Linked DNA regions of Mus musculus: all the other regions are linked to region 4. The links are chromatin contacts, called in public HiChIP or PLAC-seq, Micro-C and promoter capture Hi-C maps. All regions are on one chromosome and are shown on one strand. Each heading gives the region's core, a stretch centred on a gene start, on an enhancer-like site or on the middle of the called end of the contact. The rest is flanking DNA. Distances are from core to core; before and after follow the strand shown.

Evidence for each region. A called contact is a pair of places that touch in the nucleus more often than the background predicts. HiChIP or PLAC-seq counts read pairs in DNA pulled down with a chosen protein or histone mark. Capture Hi-C pulls out chosen DNA fragments and counts their contacts.
Region 1: a Micro-C map of the HL-1 cell line shows a contact between it and region 4, with 5 times the contacts expected there. The contact joins two enhancer-like sites. A contact is called at or near these places in 1 of 15 datasets of contacts at CTCF or cohesin (the NIH/3T3 cell line), 8 of 484 Hi-C or Micro-C datasets (the HL-1 cell line, bone marrow-derived macrophages, brown adipocytes and 4 more), 2 of 115 datasets of contacts at active chromatin or transcription factors (astrocytes and stem cell-derived neural progenitor cells) and 1 of 9 other capture datasets (embryonic stem cells).
Region 2: a contact with region 4 is called in a promoter capture Hi-C map of adipose tissue, with 2.6 times the contacts expected there. The contact joins two enhancer-like sites. A contact is called at or near these places in 8 of 39 promoter capture datasets (the 3T3-L1 cell line, 3T3-L1-derived adipocytes, frontonasal cranial neural crest and 4 more), 106 of 484 Hi-C or Micro-C datasets (3T3-L1-derived adipocytes, the AML12 cell line, the AtT-20 cell line and 67 more), 24 of 115 datasets of contacts at active chromatin or transcription factors (the 230-238 cell line, T-cell acute lymphoblastic leukemia, VIP interneurons and 18 more) and 3 of 9 other capture datasets (adipose tissue, embryonic stem cells and pancreatic islet).
Region 3: an H3K27ac HiChIP or PLAC-seq map of neural progenitor cells shows a contact between it and region 4, with 7 times the contacts expected there. The contact joins two enhancer-like sites. A contact is called at or near these places in 1 of 15 datasets of contacts at CTCF or cohesin (the NIH/3T3 cell line), 16 of 484 Hi-C or Micro-C datasets (the AtT-20 cell line, B cells, Sertoli cells and 7 more), 8 of 115 datasets of contacts at active chromatin or transcription factors (embryonic basal ganglia, embryonic stem cells, extraembryonic endoderm stem cells and 3 more) and 1 of 9 other capture datasets (embryonic stem cells).

Annotation. Positions count from the first base shown.
Region 1 is chr3:65,602,372-65,605,268 of GRCm38.p6, reverse strand. No RefSeq gene overlaps it. Among named protein-coding and RNA genes, the nearest start is that of Gm34924, 23 kb to the right of the region's middle. Within about 2 kb of position 1,563, at least 39 of the 459 cell types and tissues checked have an H3K27ac peak or open chromatin away from gene starts, as enhancers often do. A contact at or near this core is called in the HL-1 cell line and the NIH/3T3 cell line, where this site is marked.
Region 2 is chr3:65,540,130-65,543,017 of GRCm38.p6, reverse strand. The region is part of intron 2 of Tiparp (TCDD-inducible poly(ADP-ribose) polymerase); the gene reads right to left. Among named protein-coding and RNA genes, the nearest start is that of 4931440P22Rik, 12 kb to the right of the region's middle. Within about 2 kb of position 1,292, at least 17 of the 459 cell types and tissues checked have an H3K27ac peak or open chromatin away from gene starts, as enhancers often do. A contact at or near this core is called in adipose tissue and granulosa cells, where this site is marked.
Region 3 is chr3:65,563,086-65,565,826 of GRCm38.p6, reverse strand. No RefSeq gene overlaps it. Among named protein-coding and RNA genes, the nearest start is that of Gm34924, 16 kb to the left of the region's middle. Within about 2 kb of position 1,401, at least 41 of the 459 cell types and tissues checked have an H3K27ac peak or open chromatin away from gene starts, as enhancers often do. A contact at or near this core is called in cortical neurons and neural progenitor cells, where this site is marked.
Region 4 is chr3:65,862,132-65,864,831 of GRCm38.p6, reverse strand. No RefSeq gene overlaps it. Among named protein-coding and RNA genes, the nearest start is that of Gm35039, 65 kb to the left of the region's middle. Within about 2 kb of position 1,356, at least 111 of the 459 cell types and tissues checked have an H3K27ac peak or open chromatin away from gene starts, as enhancers often do. A contact at or near this core is called in the HL-1 cell line, the NIH/3T3 cell line, adipose tissue and 3 more, where this site is marked.

The DNA.
Region 1 (2,897 bases), core at 314-2,813, 260 kb after region 4:
CTGAGTCATTTCCTTTCAACATCAAATTGGAAAGTCTCCTTAGTTTTGGGCTTTTTTGTTGTTGTTGTTGTTTGTAGTTTTTTCCTTTAATAAAAATGTTATTATCTACTATCTATCTATCTATCTATCTATCTATCTATCTATCTATCTATCTATCTATTTATCTAAAGTATATGAGTGTTCTCTTGTGTATGTGCCACATGTGTGCCTGGTACCCATGAAAGTCAGAAGAAGGCATCAGATCCCCTGGAACTGGAGTTTCAGATAGTTGTGAGCCACCATGTGGGTGCTGGGAACCGGGTCCTCTATAAGGGTAGCCAGTGCTCTTAATTGCTCCAACCCAAGTTTTTTCTTTGATGACATTACTAACCAGATGGTCCATGCTGTCCATTTTTCCAGTAATGACCTTGATATGTTAATCAATATGTTTTAAGTTCTTTGGTTATTCCAACATCTATGTCATATCTAAAGCTGGCTTTGGTGGCTACTGAATATCTTCACAGTGTATCTTTCTTTTTCCTTTCTTTTTTCTTTTCTTTTAGTATAACCTGAAATCTCTGGCTAAACACCAGGTACCTGGTTGTACCTATAGTAGGTTCTGAGGTAAAACAAGCCTTTAATGAGCATGTCTACTAATCTGGCTTACAGCAGAACTTCACGTAGAGCTTGTATAAATTCCAAATGATTCAGATATTTTAGTGCCCTTGTTCCTAACTCCTCTCTTAGCCTTGGCTCTCTCTGCCCCTCAGACAGTGTCTGGCGCCTACATTTCTTTCCATTGTAACCCATTAAAGGGTTGTTGTGAAGTGATAGAGTATAGGGGAGGGGAAATCCTAGAGTTTTCTGACCCACCCTGAGATGTCGGTGGCCTGTATTCCAGGAGTTTGGCCTTCCAGGACATCTACTGATAACAGTGAGGGAAGGAGCTAGTGAATTTGCAGATGATCAGATAGAAATTTCCCAACCTGCAACACAAAAGAATAAAGAACTAAGAACTCCAGAACCTTTAAAAAGCTGCAGATGGTATCAAAATGGATAACACATACAGAACTGAAACACTGGAAGAAAAAGACAGAAAATTAGGATCACCTATTTGAAATTGCTATTTTCATAGTAAGTGAGGTGTTATCTATCAGACATGTAATTTTCAGCATAAAGTCAATGGTGGCTTTAAAAGGGAGAATTGCCTTATGTATGTTTCAATTTTATGTGCCTGGTTGTGGAGTGTCTCATTCCTTCAGTTAGGAGAAGCTTAAAAGATGCTGGGCAGTGAAAGAGTTAAAGGATTATTTCAAGTTAAGGATGAGTAATCTTTCCAGAGTGCGGGGCGTTGAGAGTAAAAGATACAGGAAACAGCAATAATATAAGAATAAAACCACCTCCAGAAAGCAGGCAGATGGCAAGGAGTATTTTTTACTATAAGATTTGTTTAATGCTGCACATTCCTCCATGCCCTCATTAAATGGATATATATTTATCCCAGAGAACACAGTATGACTGTTAATAGAACTATGACAGATAGTCTTATGTAGTATGAGTCACAGGAGTAGAAAATCATTCATTCACAAGGGTCTCATTCACTGAGAACCGAAACTTTCACAACGTGAGGTGTTTGTGGAATGACTGTGAGTACCACTAGGCCTCTTTTTTTTTTTTTTTTTTTTTTTTTTTGTAAATTGTCAGATTTTTTTTTTCCTAGCTGAGAATGTTCAGAAGTTGCCTATCAGTCATGTGCTGCTACATGACTCACCTGGCTTGAGTTACAACATCTGACCAGCACCACACTCAAGAAGCATTAAGTTCTTGAACATCTGTCATCACATCCAGAGGGTTTCAGGAACCCTTGAAGCTACTAATGCAGTGAACCTCAGCCTTCTGTTTAGCAAGTGGTAGCTTCCAAACAATTGATTAAGCCTCATTCCAAGCATGCTTTGACCTTGTTAACTTGGAACCTGCTTTCTTTCAACCGTATTTAGGAAGATGCTGTTCAGTGGATCTTTTCCAAACACCCAATAGAATGACTTCTTGCGTAGCAGTTTCAACCGCTGAGCATTAAAAGCTAGAGTCTACACAGAGCTCAGGATCTCACAACATCTTCCGTTTGCTTGCCGAAGGAACACAGCGGGGAAATTTCTATCTTAAGTAGCGAAGCTCACCATGCTTCTGGAATGAGACTCAAGCCCTAAAGTGTTCACAGCGTGGTGCAACCGAATGTTTTCTGTCTTCAGGAGATAAGCTGGAGAAGTTTTGTTTCCCTGGCTTTCAAAAACCTTTACTACAGAACATGATGAGGAGAAAAAGGCAAGCCAGACAATTCTATAAGAGGACTTCTTGGGCCAAAGCCCCCTTCAGACAGGAAACTGATGGCAAGTTTCTTCTGTTCTCTCACAAGGGAAGGAGACAGTGACAGCCAGAGTCACTGAAGTAATAACAAAGGGCAGAAGAAGAAATAAAGGTGAAGCCAAATCTTACTTTCTGTCCCAAAATAAGACCATACAATTCTTACCACCACCCACATCCATCCTTTAAATTCCCAAAGTTTGGTTTCCTTACCCAACCATGAAGAATCATGGTCTCTCCAAAGTGAAGAACAGAAAACCTACAACTCTCAGCATTTATATACATTGAGTCACATTATGGAGAGTCCAAATAGCATATGTAGACCTAGTTTTAGGTTTTAAAAACCTATTTTAAGTTGTTCTTCATTCCACATAAATGTTGGGGGCTACTTATCTTTTAATACCTTGTAATTTTAATTGGGTGGCAACCTTTGACCACCCTTGTAGTGATAAAAGATAGTGAATTGTCTTAAAATAAACAATAAAATAAACCCAAAACAAGCTTGCTAGTCTCAGCACCATGGGGTCAGGGACACTCATTAGCCAATGCCTTTCACT
Region 2 (2,888 bases), core at 43-2,542, 320 kb after region 4:
TAGAACATTTGAGCAGTTCAAATAGTTGAAGAAGATCTTCTCGACAGTGCATAAGACACAAAGGATCCGCATACCATGTACAGGCAACGGGAGAGCAGAAGTTAATCCAGGACGGACCTTGGAGGACAGAAGATAAAGAGGGTAAAAGCAGACAGGGATGCAGTAAATATAGGATGTGTGAAAACTGAATAAGAGAAACAATGCTAAAGATTAAGGAGGCAGGGTGGGGTGGTATCATGATAAAAGCGGAGACAGATGAGAACCCTACTCAGCATAAAAGTTGAGAGGTGACCAGAATACAAAGGAGATGGCCACTATACTGTAGGATTTAGTTATAACCTCATCATTCATCAGAGGGACAAAACACATCTTGTCAACAGCTATGGACTTACTAAAAGACTAAAATTAGAAACCCCGTTACATGTTTTACTAATGAACATACCATCACACATACTTGTTCAAAAATCCAGATAGAAAACTAACTTGGAATTCTGGGAAAGGACCCCATTCTCATAGTTTTTAACAATGGTTATTTTATCTCACAAAAACTTCACATACTAATTAATTAAGCAGCATTTCCAGAAATATCTCACCAATGTATGTACCAGTACCCACATAAGAGCACAAGTATGCCTCACATATCATACATGTATATATTTCGAATACTAAAAAATAAAAAAAAGTGAAAAGACCCCACAACTAGAAAGATTAACAGAGGTAAAAAGAACAATCAAAACCAATACAGAAATATGTGTTGAGTAAAACAAAAATTACTACATTTCTTGCTCAGATAGTTTTCTGTTTATACATTATACATCTGGGAACTCAGTATACAATTTAATTGTCTTGGACAATTTTTATTTGAGAGGCTGTTGAAATAGCTCTGGGGTAAAAAACACTTGGTGCCAAGCCTGACATTCCCAGGATCCACATGGTAAAATGAGAGAACTGATTCTGACATGTTGTCCTCTGACCTCCATTATTGTGCCATAGCATATGCCCTTCACCCCATGATACACAAAATAAACTAGATGTAATAATGAAGAAAATAATGACAACCAACCAGATACATAGTGAGATCTTTAAGAAAATACCAAATAAGGCCTGCCATTGCTGATAAAGGTATCAGGAGAGGTAACAAGGATTGCTTCAGAATGTGACATGTGAACTTAGTTACTAGACCACCACGAGGTGACTTAATATGTGTAAAGTTAACTAAGCAGAGCATGAGGATACAATGCAAGAAGCACATGCAGTTCATGTGGGAGGTCAGAGTGTATGTGGGAGGTGATTAGAGATAAGACTGGTCTCGAGAGATTGGCTGGAGCCAGATAAGGAAGAGCTTTGTATGCTGGGTTAAGAGGTTAGGGCTTGATCCTTTGAGCAGATCAGCATGGCCCAGCGTTGCCTTTTATAAAGCTTACTCCAGTAAAGTGATTTATTTTCGGTAGAGGATGAAGAAAGATGAGGGAAGAGTAGAGACTAGCACTATTTTGCAATATATTAGCATATTTATTATCTATGTTTAACAATTACGAGACAAATGTTGACAGACTATGGAAGCAATAAAAGGGGGCTGCTTGAGAGGTTAGGGTTACGATCAAACTTCATCACGAACAATTAATTACATGTGGGTAAGAAAGTACAGAGTTCGTGATGACCAGGTGTGGTAGAAGCACATAATAGCACTTAGAAGACTGAGGCAGGAGAAGGATCAAGTTTGAGGTCAGTCTGCATTACACAGAAGACTTTCTCAAAGAGTCCAGAATGTGTCCTTTATTTCTAATCTGTGTTCTTGGAAAATGATGCCAATAAAAATTAAAAGTGAGACTTTAAGAAAGTAAATTAAGTATAAACTTTTCTGAACACTGCTCAATTTAATGAGATCCACTAGACTTCGGAACCTTGGCTTTCTGCCTATTAAGCCGTTAACCAGTCCTTTAATCCCAGTACTTGGGAGGCAGAGGCAGGCAAATCTCAAGAGTTTTAGGCCACCCTGGTCTACAAAGTAAGTTCCACAACAGCCAGGGCTGTTACACAAAGAAACCTGTCTCAAAAACATTATAAATCAAACCAAAAAACAAACAAACAAACAAACAAACAACAAAAGAAGAGTTAAGCAGTTTCTATAAGGGTAAATCTATGACCTTAAACATTAGCACTCACCCTAATAAGCTGAACTAAACATTCACGATAAGTAGCCCTCTTCTATTATTATCATGAAAAACAGAATTCTTAAGCTGAGGGTAATAAGGATAGAAGGAAAAGATTAAATGTTGCCTGGAGAGTATGTGAGAATCTCCTAGCTTAAGATAAACTTGACAGATGGGAATGTTTGCTATTGTTGCTGAAGAAATTTCACGGGGAACACAAAATATAGCTTTTGATACATGGCTTTGATGTTTCCAGAATTCAGTTATGCTGGGGTTATCTGTCAGCTTATATCCTTCAAGATGTTACAAGGAAATGAGAACCAAAGACATGGTGTATAATATACCAACATATTTTGTTAAAGTACTATAGTCATTAAACTTCAGAGGACTATGTTCTTTACACCATAGTTTATATGAGGTTAAACTTTTATGAAAATGGGTAATATCCCCTTTGTTAAAAGTAAGCTTTCTTCCTTATCTCAAAGTAGACAATAAAATGAATGTTCGCATAAATACGTACTAGGCAAGCAAGCATCCATCATACTACTCAGTTACATCCCTGACCCTTTTTATTCGAGACAAGCCTAAACTGCCTGTGCTGGCCTTGAACTTGCAGTTCCCCTGCCAGATTACAGACATGTAATAACCAAGCCTAGGTAACAATTCTTTGAATCTGAGAGTATTTAAGGAGGGCCCATAGTTTTCTATATTAGAAGCACTATCACTGTCAATTAT
Region 3 (2,741 bases), core at 152-2,651, 300 kb after region 4:
CTCAGAGGCTTGAGAAGGTTTTAAAAGACCGCCCATTTTTAATAAACAGCTAACTTGTTAATGAGAGGCAGGGAGGGTAACAGGAGGAAAGGCAGGAATGATAGACAGTTGGCTGCTAAGTCAGAAATTAGCAAGCTGCCCAGCTCCTGATTGTTGTCAGTGAAACCAAAAACATTTGCTCTTTAGCTAGGATGTCTTAGAGGGTTGTTCGAGTTGTTGTTGTTTGTGTGTTTTTGAGACTGGGTTTCTAAGCCCCCACCCCCACCCAACCCCCAGGGCAGATGGCCTCTACCTGAATGCTGGAATTACAGGTGTGAGCCACTGAAAAGACTGATTAAAAAAAAAAAAAAGTCACAGCAGTGGAGATGAAAGCAGAGATCTACCTGAGCCACTGGCCAGGCCTCATACCTTTCTCAGAACACATTTTCATTCCTCTTGAGACAGGATGTGTTTATTATGCATGGGTTTTTGTTCCTCTGCTTGTTAAATAGGGGGCAAGAAAGATGGCCAAGCAGTCAAGAGTTTGTGTTGGTCCTGACTGGACCCTAGTTGAGATCCTAGCACCCGCTTCAAGGCTCACAACTAAAGAACTGTAACTCCCGTTTTGGAACCCAACATCCTCTTCTGGCCTTCGCAGGGCCTTGCATATAGTACATGTGCGTGCACACACACACACACACACACACACACACGAGTAAATCTTAGATTCTTTTCTTATTTAAGAATAATAGTTTTCTGTCAATGTATGAAAAGGTGATATAGTGAGAATCCCTGAATTTTCTTTTGTCACACTCTGCTATGACAGCCTTCAAGACTCTGTTTGTCCTGCCCTTACGCTGAGTTTTCCCATGTATTTTTATTAGTATAACGAGACCATGGCTTTCCCTTGTCTGTTTTGAAGTAGCTTTATTCATTATAAATCACCATATCAAAATATCTAGTAGTTTCCCAAATGCAGAAAGACATCAGACAGATGGGAGAGAAAAACTTAGTAATTAATTATACTCTGCCTCTCTCTCAGCTGTTGGCAGAGACCTATATAACTCAAACCCAGTGCTGCTGCTTCTCCTGAAGCGCTGAATGGTACCAGGTCGAACTCTTTTGTGGGAGTCATATGACTTCCACCTGAAGAACCTGGAAATGTGCCTACAGTCACTGGCTGCTTATAGCACCTCTGAAAGTAAATGCCTGCCACAAAAAAACATTTTGTTTCTGCTGAAGGAATGAACCCCATCAGTCCTGGGTACTTCCAGCATTTGCTGGATGAGTCTTCCCTTGAAAGAGTGAAATAAGGAGCCAGAGAAAAGAGCTCCTGTCCCAAAGGCCTGGCTGTTTCTCTCTGGCTCCCCTTAGCCTGTGTGTGCCTTTGTACAGCTGGTGGTTAGCGACATGGTCCTGTGTTTACACACGGGTAGCCTGAAAAGGCCGAGCAGTGAGCAAGCTGCACCGGGGCTGGCCACCCATCTCAGTGCATTTATTTGTCCTTTCAACTGACACAGACTTTCCAAACACTGATTCACATACTTCCCTTGGAGATAGGCACACAATGTCAAATTCCTGCCTTGTCAGAGATGAAACAGATGCAGGGGGTCAGGTGGTGGTCCAGGGCCACACAGCAAGTATGCTAGTCACAGAGTCCAAAAGTACTCAGGCTAGGCTCAGGTTCCTCTGATCCCAAGCCTAACTGTGCCCTGTCCTCTGGATAGCACACCCAAATGGCCTGTCTCCTAAGCAACGTGGGCACACATTTACTGAAAGTACCACTGGCTGAGTGCAGCGTCTGTGCTTGCCAAGGGCTTTGGTTCTGTGTTGGACTTTTTGAGAGCTAGCAATGGGAGCTTCTGAAGGCCAGGGAGGAAAATGTTTCTTGATTGTTGTAGCCCAGCACCTACACCTGTGCCTGGTATACAATAGAGACTCAATAAACACTAGATGAATGGTAAATCGTCACTGAATTCTGTTAATCATTGGAACTCGAAGCTGAGCCTTGCCTGCCTGACACCTTTGTGAGTCTTCAAGGGCATTTAAAAAGACTTTTTTTGTGTGTCTGCATGTGGTGACATATACCTATAATCCTAGCACTTGAGATCATGAGGCAAGAAGATTGCAAGTTCCAGGTCAGCTCTGTCTTGATAAGTAAATACATACAAATAAAATTTAAAACAAACAAACAAATAAAATTTAAAAACCAGGCTCTTAATTGAGCCTCTCTGAAGAGAGCAGAGATGACTGCTTCTAGAATGATCTCTATGTGCTATACATAAGGACTGGAGCCACACATAAGGACATAGAAGCCGGCTGCTTAGATCCCGCTCGGACAGAAGAAAGCATCAGACCTCCTCATGACCTTACAGTAGCTTCTTAAATGCAGCTTCACTTCAGAAGTAGCAGATAGCTACAGCCACACGGCTGCCCACGGGTCCTAGACAGAACGGTTACATAGAGGAGCAGCTATGTCCCTATCTGCACTTACAGCCCAAGCTGAGCTTAGGCACAGAGTCCTGTGAGCAGTCCATCTAAGAACTGACATTGTTACGCCACGAAGTCAGGCTTGGCAAAATGAGGCTTGTGAGACACTCTCCTAGGCAGAGGGTCTGGTCATGGAAATGGCCTTGGCTCCTCTGGAACTCATCACAGTATGCCCATCCCACCTGGCAGTCTGTGCTCCCTTGGTCTTTCTCCCTGCACTAATTACGTTACTTAGGAAGACACTTCTTATTTCCCAAGCAGAAAACTAAAGG
Region 4 (2,700 bases), core at 107-2,606:
TTCTCAAGGAGGCCTGAGAGGACTAGCGAAGATGACCATTCACCCAATTTGGGCATCAGTGAGAGAGGAACACAACACCTCAGGCCCAGGAAACAGGCCATCTTGTCCGGGCTCTGTGCAGGCATCCTCCTGCATTGGATGTCTCACTATCAAGCTAGCACTGACTCCACCCTCTCTGCATTAATTCTTGTCATGAGCCAGAAGCCTCGAATATCAATCTTGTTTTTCTTCTTCCAGCATTTCCGATACCAATAATAACACCATTACCCTTAAGTATGAGTCTGTATACCCGACACAGAGTGCTTTGGGGTCATTGAAATGCTCATCCGTCCTTTCTAGGTCTTTCATATCTGGGAATCAGCAATGCAGAAAATGGGATTCAAGAAGAAAACAAAAACCAAAGTGAGGCTTGAAATGAGCGAAGCAGTGCGGAGGGCTGGCACGAGCCGACTGCCACCAGAGCAGGGAGAGCATGCAGGTCGGCTAAGGGAGCGCACCGCGAAACTGGCCAGCCCCTTAGCAACATCCGCATAGCTGACACAGAACACTCTGACTTGGGGAGGGATGAAAATACCGGGTGACATCAGAGGCTCCGAGCACAGCCAGGGCATTCTAGAGGTGTGTGGTGTCAGGACGGCCTGTGCTGGCCTCATTTATCTACCTGAGTCATTTGAACAAAGCACTCGCTGGCTTAGCTTTGTTGTGACTAGAATTTGGAACCAATCCCCTGGCTCTGCCCCCATGGGTTTTGCTACTGCAGCGCAGCGTGGGTATGTAGGAACACAGACCGAATCCTGTGGCAATCAAGGATAGACTGTTCCTTCTCTGGGCCACAGGCTTCCCTAGGAAGGAGCCTTGGCCAAGTGTTTGTGTGTCTCCAGAACCAAGTGTCTGGCAACCAGCAGGTTTCTCGTGAATAAATGACAAATCCCAGAGACACATTCTGGGAAACGCAGGGCTTTTGTGGTGGCAGCATGCTCAACAGCACAGCACTGTGCTGTGGGACTCTTTAGTTTGTGGGACTCTAAGAATAATTTTCACGTCCTGGGAAAAGTGTCTGGCGCTGATTGCACATGCGAAAGTGTCGTGACGTGGGGATTAGGGTTGTCACAGGCAGACTGAAGGCCTTAGAAAAAGCACACCAAAATGGAGGTATTCATTCTAGGGAGGCTGCAGAATACTCAATGAGCTGGCGTTCTTCTCCTCCGAGTGAAGAAGAGGCCATGCTTGAAAACGGGGCTGTAGAAGGAAGGTCTCAAGAAGCCTTACTTCAGATTCCGTTCAGACACCCTCAGCGAACTCCCACATATTCCTCACCTTTCCACTAGGGGGCAGACAGAGGACGGAGAACATCCCAGGCAGGAGGCCGGTCCCTCACAAGGCAATCAGCCTCACACCAACACACTAGGCTGTTTGTGCTATGCAAAAGGCGAGGCTAAGCCTCTCTCTTCCGGCCTGTCACAGTCTCATTGATACTGCATGGTTTGCCTGTGACATCAGACACCGAAAAGTATGACAACCAAACTGTACGGTTCAAGGTGAATGTCAATAAATAGAATAAAAGGGGAGGAGGGGGGGAAGGAAGAAAAAAAAAGAAAGATCCCTGATGTTTTTCTTACCACACATGGTTTGGGGGGATCCTTCATTATCCAGAGTATTCATGATGTATCTGAATTCAGTGACTTCTCACAATGAGAAGATAACTGGAAAACTGCATACGACCTCTCTCTTGACCTCTTTCTATTTACAACAGCAACGTGGTTTCTATCCAAGTCACTGTTTCCTTCTGAGAGCCCATTCCACAGGCCTCTGTGTATCAACACACAGAAGGAAATATTCCAAGGGATATATTTTTTTTAATAACTCCCACATGCCTTAAAAAGTCATTTCCTCCTAAGACATTCAGGGCAATCGGGGCCCCTTAATTGGCTTAATTTTTATTCTTAATCCTCAAGGGTCGAGGAAAAAACAACACGACTATCTTCCTGTTCCTATTACCCTTTCATAAACTGTTGAGCACACAGGCTTGCCTCTAAAAGAAACCACAGTGAGCCTAAAGGAATAAGCATTTGTCAGGCCAGACCCCAGACTGGAAGATCACTGCAGGTGTGAGTCACTCATGGGAACTCTGAGGGTCTGAAAGCCACTCTCCCACTTGCAGAGGTGAGGGCGGCGTTGGCTTAGAACTGGCTCCGTGTTTGCTAGCATTAATAGAAATGTCTGTCAAAACAACGTTTTGTGACTTTTAATGAATTGCATCTTTAATTGTGCTGAGAAAAAAGTAAGCAAATGACGTGAGTGAGCTTACTTACAAGGGAAGGGTCAGCCTGTGTCTAGAACGTGGGTTTCCTGTGGAACGAGAATTCTTGTGCAAATCACTTCAAGCCATCCCTGATTTTTTTTTTTTTTTGAATGCTCTCCCTGATTTCACGCTGATAGCATCACAGCTCAGAAGATCCTATGAAGACAGCCTGACATCAAGCTGCTTTCTTGGTTGGCAAAATGATCTTAAGAATTACCTAAAAATGTGCTGTTTCTAAATGATTTGTTCATCTAAAGTCATTTGATTTTCAATTAAAATAAAATAAACAGGCTTGGCTATATTTGGACACAGATGTTGCTGTGGCTTCCAGATTCCTTTGTTTAAAGGTGACAAGATGCGTGGAGAAGACATTCATCTGATTGGGTATTCAGGCTTAC